Linked DNA regions of Mus musculus: region 1 is linked to region 2. A link is a contact called in public Micro-C data. All regions are on one chromosome and are shown on one strand. Each heading gives the region's core, a stretch centred on a gene start, on an enhancer-like site or on the middle of the called end of the contact. The rest is flanking DNA. Distances are from core to core; before and after follow the strand shown.

Region 1 (7,122 bases), core at 728-3,227, 370 kb before region 2:
CCTGAAAACACTATGCAGAGAAGAGCTAGGAACTTCCAAAACCAAGGTGCAAGCAGTGAGGCACCAGGATAAATATGAAAATCAGAAGAGAAGACTCACAGTTCTCCTCTGCTGTGCAAACATGTACAAGTTCATCTCTTTATCAGCAAAGGGACATCTCATTCCCTGTGTGTATGTGTTCTGGCCACAGAGCACCTCTGACCCACTATGCCTGACTATTCATGACTCCCCTTAGCATCTCCACGGTCTCCCATGAGACAGAGATCATATTTCAGACAGCTGTTAATTCTATCTTTGCACAAGACAGTTCTTCCTTATATGGAACCAAATTCTGACTCCCCGGCCTTCAACCTCCTGGCCGTTTGGCTCCTTAGGACCACAGGTCAAGCAATGCTTATCACATTGAGTTGGAATTCTTGTAGGTAAGTGTGTATATAAAAACAAAGCTATCCAAGACCTCGGTCCACAGCAGTTATACTCTCTCCTGACCAAGTCACATTGATGATTCTTCATGCAACTGTTACCAACATGAAGTCCATTCTTCTGCGGGTTTTCCAATGCCTTAATGCTAAGCAACATATTCAACATGTACACTGCTATCCTGTGAACTGGAAAGCACCTAGTCTCTCCTCTCCTTCCACAATCCTTCTGTGGGGGGGGGGGGGGAGGGAGGGGAAGCATTCTCAGAAAAGCTAAGCTCTACCACTGAGCTGAATCTCATCTTCTTTCGTCTTCTTTCTACTTGTTTGTTTGTTTGTTTGTTTGTTTGTTTGTTTAGGGCCACTAAGTGGCTCAGGATGAGCTTCTAGTCCCTTCCATACCCCAACTAGGCCATAAAATTGAGCTCCACATGCTGTAGCCTTCATAGTGCCTGAGCTTACAGGCCTGCTTCTAGGCACAGAGAGTGGTAGTTCGGTGTAAAACTAAAGAAAGCAACCTTTAAGACTAGCTCTCTATCATTTCCTCTGCTGGCCTTTCTACATGCCCATCCTTCATGGATGAAGTCTATGATACAGATCCTGTTCTTCAATACTAGAAACCAGTCCTGCCAGACCCAAAAAACATGCATCTCTCTCTCTCTCTCTCTCTCTCTCTCTCTCTCTCTCTCTCTCTCTCTCACACACACACACACACACACACACACACACACACACACACACACACAGGTCAAAATTCTTCCCAAGAACATTAAGAATGAATTCTGAATGAAAAGGGGCAAGCACAACTCTCAGAACAACACAGGGCAGTGAGGTCAACTTGCTCACCCCAGGGCTGGAGTGCCTCAGAGATGTCCTCAGAGTGGGGGAGAGGGAAACACCCTTTCCTGTACACCTCAACTGCACTATGGAATTCAAGATTCATGGAGTCAAAGGGGCAGTGCTTCATGTGACCAGTGTGCTCGACCATACCTAAATGCCACCCCAGGCAGTCTCCCTTAATCTCTACACACAACTGCCTGTGGGGGGAAACATAATATCCATTGTGCCAAAAGGAAGGCAGAGGCACAGAGCCAGCACATATAAGTTCGCAAGGCTACAGCAACGGAAAGTCGACAAAGGAACCTGAGGACCTGAGCCTCCAGGTGTGACTGTACTCTAAACTAAACTCACTGTGTGACCTCTGTTTAACTCTTCTAAGCCTCGGTTTCTACACCTGAAAATCAGAGATTACAGCAGTAACTCTGGGCCTCCCTCTTGGAGTAGTTACAAGGATCAGAAGAGATAATGAGAAGGAAAGCCCTCTGGAAGAGAGTAAGGCCTTCTAAAAGTGTGAGGGATTATTGTGTGATTACTTGTAAATGACTGTGCATTCCATTACAAATACACAAAGCAGTGAGGTCATTCACAAGACAAAGAGACACTAGGCCCTGGGAATTAAGCGAGGCTGAGTCCTCGCTTTACAGGTTAGGTCTATATGCTGCTCACACTTGCAGCTCAAAGCTCAGCAGCAGCTGTCAGAGTCTCAAATTCCAAGTCACATATGTCTACAGAGCAGCTCAAGACAAAATCTCCCTTTTCAGCTAAAAGCAAACTCCGGGCAAGAAGGAGGTAATAGAGATGGATGTCTGGAAGACCCCTGAGAGTCTCGGTTCCGGGAACATGGCCTTCAGTGTTTTCCTTGGAGGAGTTGTTAGGAACACGGGCTCCAGCCTCACTGCAAAAAGCCCGTGGGGAAATAAATGTACAGTAAGGAACTATTTACCGAGGAGCACAGAGGAAATGTCCAAGCATGAATTAATCAAGGGCTCAAGACATTTCAAGTTGCAGATACCAAAAGGATAAGGCGCTCCAACCAGTTAACCCTTCCAGCCCAGCTCACGGAGGCTCCACGTGGAGTCTGGCACCAGAGGCAGCATGCAGTGAGCAGCAGAGTGAACCAAGACACTAAGTCCCTTTACATACCAGTCTTCCTGTGGGAGACCACCCTCAAGAGGAGTCCCAAGCAGCTCTGAGGGTGTGGCCTCTCTTCAAGCCTCTTCCAACACTCTAGCTGTCAGGATTCTCTTCAGGTCCTGCAAAGAACCAGATACTCATTGTCATTTATAGAGGGGCTATAAATTCCCAGAAATGCACCCCTACTCTGGTGAGGAAACAGCACAATGCTGGTTATTTTCTGGCTGGCACTATGCCATCTGTTTCCCCTGCTGGAAAGAAGCCATAGTGGAGGGCAAGCTATGATTCCTTGCTTACCTCCCAGTGGCTGGATTAGACTTGGGGCTAGGTATTAAAAGCGGTTACAGCAGACAGCAGTTATGAAGATGGGAAGGAAATAGTAGATAAAAGATTCCAGTGTAGACAGCGAGAAGATACATGAGGGAACAGTAGTCAGCTAGAGTCGGTCTACGGACAGACAGGTCACTGGTGAGGGTGTCCAGAGCTGAGGATAAATAGAGACATCTCATAGCAATGTAGAAAGCCAACTGTTCAGAGCTTAGAAAATGAGGTTATGCTTTGCCTGTTTTCGTTATAAAGAAGCAAAGCTCTGATGAAACCATTGATAAGATTTTAAAAAAAAAAAATGTGCTCTTCTGCTCCTCACTGAAGAAATACTAATAGTAATAACTATGATGTGATATAGACTTACTTCACATTAGCAACTGTACTGCAGCTTTATATATACACAGATGTGTGTGTGTTATTTTATCTAATAGCAATGATAACCCCCTGAGCTAGACATTCTACTCCCATATTATAGAGAAAATTAATGATAAAGACAACATAACATCCCAGAGATGGTAGATGCAAGAAGCCAACTAACATGGTTGTTCACGGTACAAATTCGACAACTTGCAATTACAGAAGCACCCTAGCCCCTCTCCCCAACTGCCCACCTTCTAGCCACATGATTCTATGAGATGAAATTTATTCCCTATAACTAGCATGCATATAACCATATGTAGCATAACTGCCTCCAAAGGACTTGACAGTAATAGTTCTGTTGCCAGGTGCCTTCCACACAGTAAGCACTCAATAGCTACGTGGGTTTAGACAGGCAAGGTTGGGTCAGGAAGGTAAGAGAATATAGGCTATAACAGTCACTTTTCCTAGACAGAAATTAAACCAGTCAAAGCAAGATTACCAGGATGAAAAGAGAAGATGTAGCCAGAGTGACAGACACAGTTCAAGGAGGCTGTGCTCAGGGCAGCTGGAGGGCTCTGTAGCCACTCTGGGCTGAATATCCCTTAACATCCAGCTGCTGTTCCTGAGGCCTCAAAGGGAGCTCCGCAGATCAAATACTTCCTTGAAAAAGGAAACAACCACATCCCACTAAGTTGGGAATGTGAGTTCAGAGAGATGCTTTCAACTAAGTGTCAGGGAGTCAAGGACATGCAGAGCTGGGTGTCTCTGCCCTGGGACCCTCACAGCTTGTGGCTGTGCTAAACCACTTTGGGGTTTGCCTTCATGAAGAGGTGTTAGGCTACCACAGTGATTTTCAGTCTTTCATCTCTCAGCACAATTTCTCCTTTAAGTGAATACTAAGAGATGCTTGCCTTTTAAAGGGAGGGAAATCAGAGGTACCAGCAGGCTTCAAGCCTCCCTCACCCTCCACTTCTCAATTTGTTGTCACTCCAACTCTAAGACCACACTGGAGCTTCCAACACTTGGAAGCCATCAGCCCTGAGATCTTTAAGGACCCTCTAATTCTGCAAATTCAGGGGTCTGAGATGTATGTCTTCTTAACAGTTCCCTGTTATTACCTGTGTGAGAGGCATTATAGTATAGTATGACATAGCACAGGACAAAGAATTCTCAAATTAGAAAACCTGGGTAAGAATGTTCACCGAGCATGGCAGCACATGCCTTTCCCCGAAGCGACGGACTGGAGTTCCAGGACAGCCTGGTCTACAGAGCAAGTTCCAGGACAGCCAGGGCTACACAGAGAAACCTCGTCTCAAAAATAACAACAACAAAAAAAGAATCCTATAATCCTATGTTCTCCCAGCAGTTACTGAAAGTTTCAAAGCTCACAAACAACTCTTTGGGCTATTTGACATACATTACATGAATCACAGGTCTCAAGTTTTATTTCCTTTCATTACCAGTTGCCTGTACTGTTTTTTGGTTTTTTTTTTCCTAAAGATGGGACCTGTGAAATACTCCAATAGACATTAACATGTTCATTTACATGCTAGCTTTGGAATCATATATGCATTTCCAACAAAAACAGATCCAGCAGGTTGTATATATATGAATGTGTATATCTATATATGTATGAACATATGCATATATATATTGAATTCATATATATGAGTACATATATATGAACATGTATATATATATGCATATATATATATATACACACATATATATATGAACATATACAGCAATAGTAAACAAAGCAAAAGAGACTATCAACTTGTGAAGGGGGAACATTTGAGGGAGGATAACATAGAGGGGCGACTGGAGACAGAAAAAGGAGTGAGAAGTGGTATAGATGGATTGAAAATAAAAATAATACTTTAAAAGAGTCCTGATGTCTTTGACGTCTCTAAACTACACTTTTCTCACCTGTAAGTGGAAAGCACCCACCGCAAATGGCCTGTGTGACAGTGAGTTGGCTTAACAAGTTAGTTAACGGGATGCCACAACATAGGCTACAGTATGGTTATCCATTAGCTGTATCTTGGTCCATAAATGAAAAGCAGATGGCCTCAGGTCCTTGTAAACTTGAGGACATGTTCAACCCAAACACACACCCTGGCAGTAGTAAAGAACGGGTAAGGAAGACAGGAAATGTAAGGCTGGAGGGCGTGGCCGTTTCCCAGGTTTCCAGTGCTGCAGTGTGTGGTCCCACCCACCCACATGTCACTAACTGGACTTAGTGGATTATCACAGGGAAGTATTTGGGGCACAAAGGGAGATGGCGGAAGTAAATGGGGACCAGAGTGTACATGATCTTTCATTGTATACATGTATAAAATTCTCAGAGGTACTTTGTTTTTGTTTTAGGTTTTTTGAATGTTGTTTGTTTGTTTGTTTTAGTTTGAGAAACACACTCTGAGTCCCAAATTCTCTGAACAGCTTATCTTAAAGCTTGTCTTCAGAATCTCTGAGACTCGGGCCTTAGACTTCTGATGACAACCAAGATAGTCAAAGATGAGAAATGGAAAGGTTTGAGAAAAACTACTGTTTCAGACCATGGGAAGAGGGAAAGAATTAGTCTCTCTCCATAATCACACCAGCATCAAGGCAACAGCTGAGGGACCTGAGATGTCCTGGCTGTCCTCCGACCTCCAAGTGCTTAGTGTGCACAGGTGGGGTGACAAAAACCAGAACAGCCTGCACTACAAAACAAAAAGTGCTCACTGGTGCTTGAGCTCCTCCCTAGACAATGCAATGGGGACAATGCCTTGGGAAGGTTCTGTGACTATGTGGCCAGGAGAATTTTTCACTAGCCCACCGTTTCACTAAAGGTGGTCCCAGCAATTACCATAAACATCCAAATCACTTCAATAATGCATCTGGAATTCTTTCGGTGACAAGAGTTCTTTCCGTGTCTCCCCTGTTTAAATGCCTGTCAGATAAAACCACGGTGCCTACTGACATACCCTCTAACACGTATTTCAGCCAAAAGTCACATGCCACATTGTGACTCCACAGCATGTGCACTGAACTCCCTCCCCCATAGCAGGATGCAATTGAAGTCCTGCAATTAAGGGGGCATTTCAGGGGGAGGGGTCCTAAGCCAGCTCACCCGAGACCCTAGGCAAGTCACTTTCATTCTCTGAAACACAGGTTCTTTATCCATAAAATCAATCCATCCATCCGCATGCCTTCTTCACGTCACCCTGAAAAGCCTGTCAGAAATGAAACCAGGAGTCCTGCCAACACACACACACACACACACACACACATACACACACACACACACTCACACTCAGTTCCATCCCTAAGATTCCCTACCCAACCTTCAATGTCATGGAAGACTAGAAGACCTAACCAGAATGTCAGAAAACTATGCAGAGCTTAAACAAAAAAACAAAACAAAACAACAACAAAAAAAAAACACCACAGGGAAAAGCAACCATTCCACAGCCATCATCACAGACCAGCAAGTCATTCCCCAAGAACAAAGGCAGTCATAGTCACAGTACATGCACACTGTCAGCAAATTGCTGGTTTGACTGGCAATTAATAATCAACTCGAGATGCAGTAATATGAAGGGTGCAGTGTGCACCTGGCATGCTTCATGACCTAGATGGTCCACAAGGGAGTAGAGGGAACAACGTGCTTTCCTGGAGGACACTTGGAAGATCTTCTTCTCTGGTTAGAAAAGCACCTACTGCGACTACCTGGCCACCGCATGCTTGTTTAGCTATGGAGGTAATAATGCCATGGCAGGCCAGCATAGCCCCTGATTATTCTATAAAGAGCTAATACTGACTGCCTGGCTCTCCCAGAACTCCCGGATCCTATTCCAAGCTAAAGCCAGGGGTCACTAAAGCCAAGTTCTGGAAATCAGTTATCTGGGGCATTCATGAAAACACACTGCTGATGTCCATGGAATGAAGAGTGGGTCTGTGCTCTCACAGATTGCTCCACTATCTTATGTGATGTGGTTCCGAAAGGTGACAAAGTCCCAGTGTCTCCAGAACCTATCCTCAACCTTCTGTTCCCATA
Region 2 (6,920 bases), core at 3,842-6,341:
TCAAATCCTTTGACCTCTAGCCCTATCTCTGCTCCTCAAATACAACATGAATCCCAGAAAGTCAGACCGTTGAGGTCAGAAACTCTTTACTGAACACATAGAGCAGGCAGCTCCCTTTTAGTGGCTCTGAAGTGCTGTTCTATATAACTCTACAGCCTTGAGCATTCTTCATGACAGAGGAGAGAGACATGCAGGGATGCAGTCCCTAGAGGACCACACAGACACCTGGTCTGTCTGTGATGGATACCCTTTCTAGGGGCCACAGGAGTGCAGTAGAGAGGGATCGTCTTTCTTCTCCACCTCCTCACAGGAGCTCTCACCCTCTAATCAGCTCATCCTTCCTTCCTTCCTTCCTTCCTTCCTTCCTTCCTTCCTTCCTCCCTTCCTTCTTTCCTTCCTCCCTCTCTCCCTCCCTCCCTCCCTCCCTCCCTCCCTCCCTTCTTCCCTTTCCATTTGTTATTGACTTTGTGATTTTTCCATGGAGCCCAGAACACAGTATTCCAGCAGTAAGCTGGCAGGCACCTCCAGGACACACATATGTGAGGACATGGAGAAAGCTCATTATCAAATCAATAAAATCAATAGAGATGGATGAGATGAAGGTGAAACTCAGTGTCTTGTGCCTCTTTTTTATGCTCACTGCAGAGGGCAACCTCAGTCTCCCTAGAAAGAGAGGACATGAAGGCTCTGCCTTCTGTCTACTGCCAGAAATGGAGAGGAAAGGCAGACTACCTTGGGGATTCTTTCAGAGGACAAAGTAGTGAAGGGTGGAGAAGATGGAAAATGGACAATTCCCCAGTTGTTGCAGGACAGAACTTCCTGACAGTGGTGTACTGGGAAGAACTGGGTTGCCTTCTGGAAGAGGAGTCAGATGCTATTAGGAGATGTCATTAGATGTAGAGTCATATAGGCCATCCCAACTTGAGAAGACATCCTATGTTAGCATCCTGGTCCAGTGGCCCAGCAGGCCTGAGGCGGGGCTTGTGTCCGAGGCCTCAGGGTGAATGAGGCTGAGTAGATTGTTTGGTGTGTCAACTGCTAAAATACCCTCTCCAGCCACGGCATTTTGGGTTTCTCCCACACTTGAATGCCTTGGGAGGTGAGTCTGGGCAGAGCTCATTTGTTCCACAGTACTTGGCTCTGGTACAATGCCTGATGCCTGGTCAGAAAGCATTTTATAGACAGCTGTTAACCATCTTTATTTCAGAAGTGTGGTGAGAAGAGAATTAAGAAACAGGTGTGGGACTGGCCACCAAGAGAGCAAGTGGGGAAGGTGCCCAGCTCCAGAGCAGAGGGGGCCTGAGCCCACACTGTGATTCCCAACCATGGGGAACAATGGCACCCACTGGGAAGAGCCCCCAACCCGGAATGTCTTAGGAGTCTGCCTTCTCTTATGAAGTCTCACCATCTCAAGGCCCAAGCTGCTATAGAGGTCAGAGTCATGCTCCGGAGAACCCACAGGACCAATGTTTCCCTTTGACCTCATTGAGAACTAGTAAATGCAATAAGTCCTTGTGGACTCTTAAGGAATTCTGTCTGGACTCTGAAGAAAATAGAGTAGAGGTCACAGCCAAATCTGCCCGCGTGTCGAGAGGCTGGATTCCAGAAACGAGGGAAACAGAATATTGTTTGTGAGAATTGCAAGCATCTGGAGAGTCAGAGGCATGAGGCAATGATGGCACAACCAGGGGATAGCATTTTCTTGAAAAGGCCTTGAATTTTCATGGGTGAGAGAGCAGAATGTTGTGCTGAAATGACAAGTCTCTACTCAAAACCCCTAAGCCACTCTAGACTTGCTGTGTGACACTGGAAACCAACCTCTCTCCATCTTGTTTTCCTTACAAGGCTAAGAATGTATGGCCAGGCTTGACAGAGGGCACCGATGAGATACTGCACGTGAAACTCCTATAGCTGGCAACGTTAGATAAAGGAGAAGTGCCAATATAAACAGCCCTATCCACTGTGCTTTCTCACGTGCCTAGGCAAGGGGCTTGTGCTGGCATGGCTAACATTCTCTACTTTCAGAGAGCAAGACACAAAGAGATGGAATAGCCACGGATATCATTCAATATCACCTGGACCAAGAAGTAGAGTGTCCCTTGGGAGAAAGACCTCGGTGCCTACCCATGGCATTGCACTTCCTCTTCTGAGAATGGCACCATTACAGAACTATCCAGGGTGGGGCCCCAGACCACAGAGACTTCCTTCTGCCTGTCTGCTAGAGGGACATCTGCTGGGATGGTTAGGAAGGTAGCCACTGTCACAAGCTCCAGGGCCCAGAACTGCCCTTCTGCTTCTCCACCCTGCCTCTTTCTGCTCTTGGTATGATCTCTGCTTTGGGGTAAAAGAGTGGGTGCCTGGCTGCTGGGGGTGGGGTGGGGTGGGCATCAGGGAATGGGTGTTTGTCTTTCTTTGGTTCTGTGCTCTTTGGATTTCATCTATCATACAGATAATTACCCAAACCATTTGAGTTCTGCTTCTGCAACAGGGTGTCCCCACTGCGAGGTCCTCTAACCACGGAGTTCCCCACACCCACTCTATCCCCTAAAGCTCATCCTCACCATCATCATGACTCCATAAAATGACAGGAGAAGAGATGTGAAGTGAATCATCATGGCATTGGAGGAGGGGCAGAGAGAGAGAGAGAGAGAGAGAGAGAGAGAGTGTGTGTGTGTGTGTGTGTCTGTGGGTCCAGATGAGTGCTTCTTAAACAGCCTCTTGACTTTTTCATATGATTTGCTGAGCCCCATTGAAAGGGATAGAAAATTCAGGGTGGAGGCATATTGGCCCCAAAGGCAGCCAATGTGAAAATGAATTGAGGCTGCAACCAGCCTCTTAGAACACAGGACAGCTTTTCTTCACATCCCCAGGATGGGACACTGGGTAAGGGGATTACACTGTCACACCCCTGAACCTCAGCCTCCCTCCTCACCAGGCCTCTTTGGACCTCAGCCTCACCCTCCCTGAGGCCTCTGACATAAACCCTGCCTTGGGCCTGCTAGGCCCTGGATCAGAATGCCAACATAGGATGTCTTCTCAAAGGATCCACCACTAGAGCACATGTCCAGGGACACCCCAGGGTCCTAAACTGTGGATGTTCTTGAGGTCTTAGAGGACAAGGACTTTGCTGGGTAGAACATATAAATGGAATGAGTGAGGGTGAGTATCTGCTCCTTCATCAGCAAAAGGACTAAGACATCAATAGAAGAAATATAGACCATTGCAACTACAAACAAAAGGAAAGGACTTTAAAAGTCCCTGTGTATAGATAGCCCTGTGGTTCTCAAACTTGACCGTGCCTCAGAACATGAGGACCAGATAGAATAGGTGATTGCTTGGGCCCCCTCTGAAGTTGCTGATTCCGACTGTCAATCCACTTCTATATTTCTGTTGCTCTGGTATGGAATTCCATTGCTGCTGCTCTGCGGACCATGTTGAAGAGTGACTGGTTCATTTTTTTGGTTTGGTTTGGTTTTTTTAAAGCCTAATTCATTTCATCCATGGCCCAAGGTGCCCCGACAGGTGAGAGGTAAACAAATAAAAATCACACTTTCTCATTGCCTCTCCTCCCTCACCCCTACTTGCTCATTGGGTTCAACCCTCCTGTACTGCAACACAACCCGAGCAAAGAAAGCTATCCCCACCCAGGCTCGCTAATGGCTTTATCCACTCCTACAGGGTGACATGCATGACTTAGAGCTGGCACTCAGCCATCCTGTACTGACCATGGAAGAGGTAGCCTACCCTTAGGATTTCAGTGTGCGTCTATAGATCTCCCTGATCCATACTTTCACTCTAATTTCATTGTTTTAGCTCATTGTCCAACGTACTCTGGTTGACACCTTTGAAGTGCTGGCTGGTTGGTGAAAGATTTCTTCTTACATTCAGGGGCTTCACTCTGACAGAAAAGGGAAAGAAAAGAAAAGGGAAGGGATGGAAAGAAAAGGGAAGGAAAGGGAAGGAAAAGAAAGGAAAGAAAAGAAAAAAGAAAAAAGAGGAAAAAGAAAAAGAAAAAGGAAAAAGAAAAGAAGAATCAAGTCACTAGACTATGAGGGGTGTAGAGAAAATATCTTGTGTCTGTATGGATGTGACACCTGTCAATAGTATAACTGATGCCCTATAGCGGAGTCAGAAAGTTGGAGGTGGGACATCCAAAAAGCAGAAAGGATTTTGGGATAGTGCCAGGCACAGGAAATTCACCAGGGAAAATGTGAGGAGATCGATGTGTGGTACCTGAGCACAGGTAACCAGTCACATGGCAGAATGTAGATTAGGATAAATGGGTTTAATCTAAGTTATGATCGAGTCAGAGAAGAGCCTAGCTGTATGGCCAAGGCATTTGTAAATATATGTTGAGCCTGAGTCTTCTTTCTGACAGCACGAGACTGAGAAGAAGAACCAGACCTGACTTCTACAAAGGGAAAAGCAGGGTGTGTGCAGAAGGCGTACTAGGGAAGCATATCTCAGTCCGTCAGGAAGGGGTCAGTATTAGGCAGGACCCAGCCAGAGTATGGGAGCACCGAGTAACAAGGGGTACTGAGTAGTGGTACTCACTGGAGATCAGACGCTCTCCATCTGGCTTCTGTCCTCACAGTCCTGAGGTACCATTTACAAATCCTTCTTTAGAAGTGGGGACACCAAGGCTCAGAGATTGCTGAGGGCCACACAGCCATCCAACATTAATTTTTTTCTGACTCCAGAGCCACATCTAACATACGATCTTATTGCTCTTTGCCAGACATCAACAACTAGCACCTGTTGTTGGTCACGAAAGGCAGGTTTACCAAAGCACTGGGCAGGTGTGGGGAACCAAGAAGGCTGGGAAGGTTAGGAGGGGGGACCCATGTGTTGTGACTCTTGATGCACAGTGTGAAGCATTGACACCTAACTCCTGGGGTGCTTGGGCATCAGTGAAGGATTCTGAACAGGAAAGGAATGCATAGCACAGCTATGTTTTAGGAAGCTGGGACAGAGGCGTGTGTGCACCCTTGGCACAGAGAACACATGGCAGCGGAAAGCAAGGGCCTGGCTTCGGATGGATGACGGGAGCAGATGAGACTCGGGATAGATGTCATTCTCACTACTGCTGTTGCAAATATTTGACCACTGACTGCATGCTTGACCTATGCTGAAGTCATCTGATCCTCACCATAGCATCCATATCAGATCTCTCCCTCTGACGCTACTTTTTCACTGCTCATGAGTCTCCATTTCTCCATACTGAGTACTGTTTCTACTTGGGAACAGGACCTAAGACTCCTTCCTGAATATAAGGGGATCCAGGGCTGAGAAAAATGAAAGATCAAGTACTCCCAAATTCACTTCTTCTCCTGTCCTGACAGCTGAGGAGGCTGAGGCCTGGAGACAATCAGTGGCTTGTTCCATCTAGGAAAGGATGGACATACTGACCAGAGGCTAGAGGGCTTTCTTGCGCCAATGCCAAGAGCCCACTCTGGATTTCTAGGCCAGGCTGGAGGCCCTGCAGCTGTGGCGGGTGCCAGATGGCATCCCAGTCACCAGGCTGCAGGGCGCCTGAGGACCCTGTGGTAAGCCACGGCTGGCAGCACCTCCTCCCTCTGGCACTTCGGGTGCAGAATGATTGAGTGAGGGGAGGATATGCCGTGTAGGGGCAGGAATGTTGGTGTCTCAGCACTTGGTAGTGTGAGTTACAGCTGCTCAGGGCCAGCCCAGCATACAAGCTGAAGAGGCAGCTGCCATCTTCACCTTGTCAGAAATACAAAAAAAGAAAGAAAGGGAAGGGAAGGGAAGGGAAGGGAAGGGAAGGGAAGGGAAGGGAAGGGAAGGAAGGAAGGAAGGGAAGGGAAGGGAAGGGAAGGGAAGGCAAGGGAAGGAAAGGAAAGGAAAGGAAAGGAAAGGAAAGGAAAGGAAAGGAAAGGAAAGGAAAGGAAAAAACCATGCTAGCCCATGCAGCCAGAGCAGAGGCAATGGAACCTGATTGGAAAAATGGCAGCATTGCCCAAAGAAACAGGGACAAGCCATGAGTTAGGAAACCCCGGCTCACTTACGATTTGATCCTTCTCTTTCAAACCATGAAGCCTTGAAGAGCCTCTTTAATCTGTTCGTGGATATACTCTCTTTTCTCCTCCCTAGCCTTGCACTATAGGTGGTATGAGTGAGTTGATGTGTGGAGAGGAGAGTTGAGAAAAGAAAAGAGGAGAGAGCAGAGAGTGGGGAAGAGAGGGCTGGGGAGGAGAGGGCATTTGCAACCCAAGGGGTTCTGCAGATGCCATTGGAGTTGAAACTAGTAACGTTAATGTTGATATGGCTAATCTCCGGGGAAATATGGTGATACAATTGAGCATTTGCAAGGAATTTATTTGAAACCTGTATTGTCTTTGCTACTGCTCTATGAAGCTTAAAATACTTCAAAAATGGTAATTCTTACATTCTCTTTCATTGCTTTCTCTTCTATTCAGGGAGCTTTGGCTGAGCAGGCACACTTCAGAGGTCTACAGGCCTCTGAAGGACCTGCCTCCTAGCAGGGAGACCAATGTTATTCTATATCCTAAGCAGGGCAAAGATCTACTGTGCTAAGAGGGCTAAAGTCCCGGCAGCAGAAAGCCCTGGTTTGGGGTGGCCAGGGACCAATGCACAGGCTGATGTAGAGCTACAGCGGAGGTGAGATTCCAGCTTTTTGTGGAGAGCAGGGGCTTACCAATCATATAACCATAGAAGTGCCTGCCCAGAAGAAAGCCTCAAAATGCATTCTAGAGAGAAGGAAGCTGTGTCACTATAGCAGTGTCTGATCGTGCTGGGGTAGAGGGGCCTGGGAAAGGAGTGGGCATGAAGCCCAAAGAGGCAACATAGAAGCAAGTCTGTGGATTGTGAGTGTTTTCAGAGACTTGGGATGTCACTACAGGAGAAATGGGGCATCAGGGGAGGCGGGAGCAAAGGAGTGA

The links. Hi-C and Micro-C count contacts between places; a contact is called where the count stands out from the background.
Region 1: a Micro-C map of muscle stem cells shows a contact between it and region 2, with 2.9 times the contacts expected there. The contact joins two enhancer-like sites. A contact is called at or near these places in 1 of 484 Hi-C or Micro-C datasets (muscle stem cells) and 1 of 9 other capture datasets (macrophages).

What each region holds. Positions count from the first base shown.
Region 1 is chr16:24,438,171-24,445,292 of GRCm38.p6, reverse strand. Lpp (LIM domain containing preferred translocation partner in lipoma) reads right to left here. Exons shown (of 13, transcript NM_178665.5): 2 at 2,403-2,512. Among named protein-coding and RNA genes, the nearest start is that of Gm24440, 35 kb to the right of the region's middle. Within about 2 kb of position 1,977, at least 42 of the 459 cell types and tissues checked have an H3K27ac peak or open chromatin away from gene starts, as enhancers often do. A contact at or near this core is called in muscle stem cells, where this site is marked.
Region 2 is chr16:24,071,927-24,078,846 of GRCm38.p6, reverse strand. Gm46545 (predicted gene, 46545) reads left to right here. Exons shown (of 2, transcript NR_155457.1): 2 at 1,208-2,372. Among named protein-coding and RNA genes, the nearest start is that of Gm46545, 7.3 kb to the left of the region's middle. Within about 2 kb of position 5,091, at least 13 of the 459 cell types and tissues checked have an H3K27ac peak or open chromatin away from gene starts, as enhancers often do. A contact at or near this core is called in muscle stem cells, where this site is marked.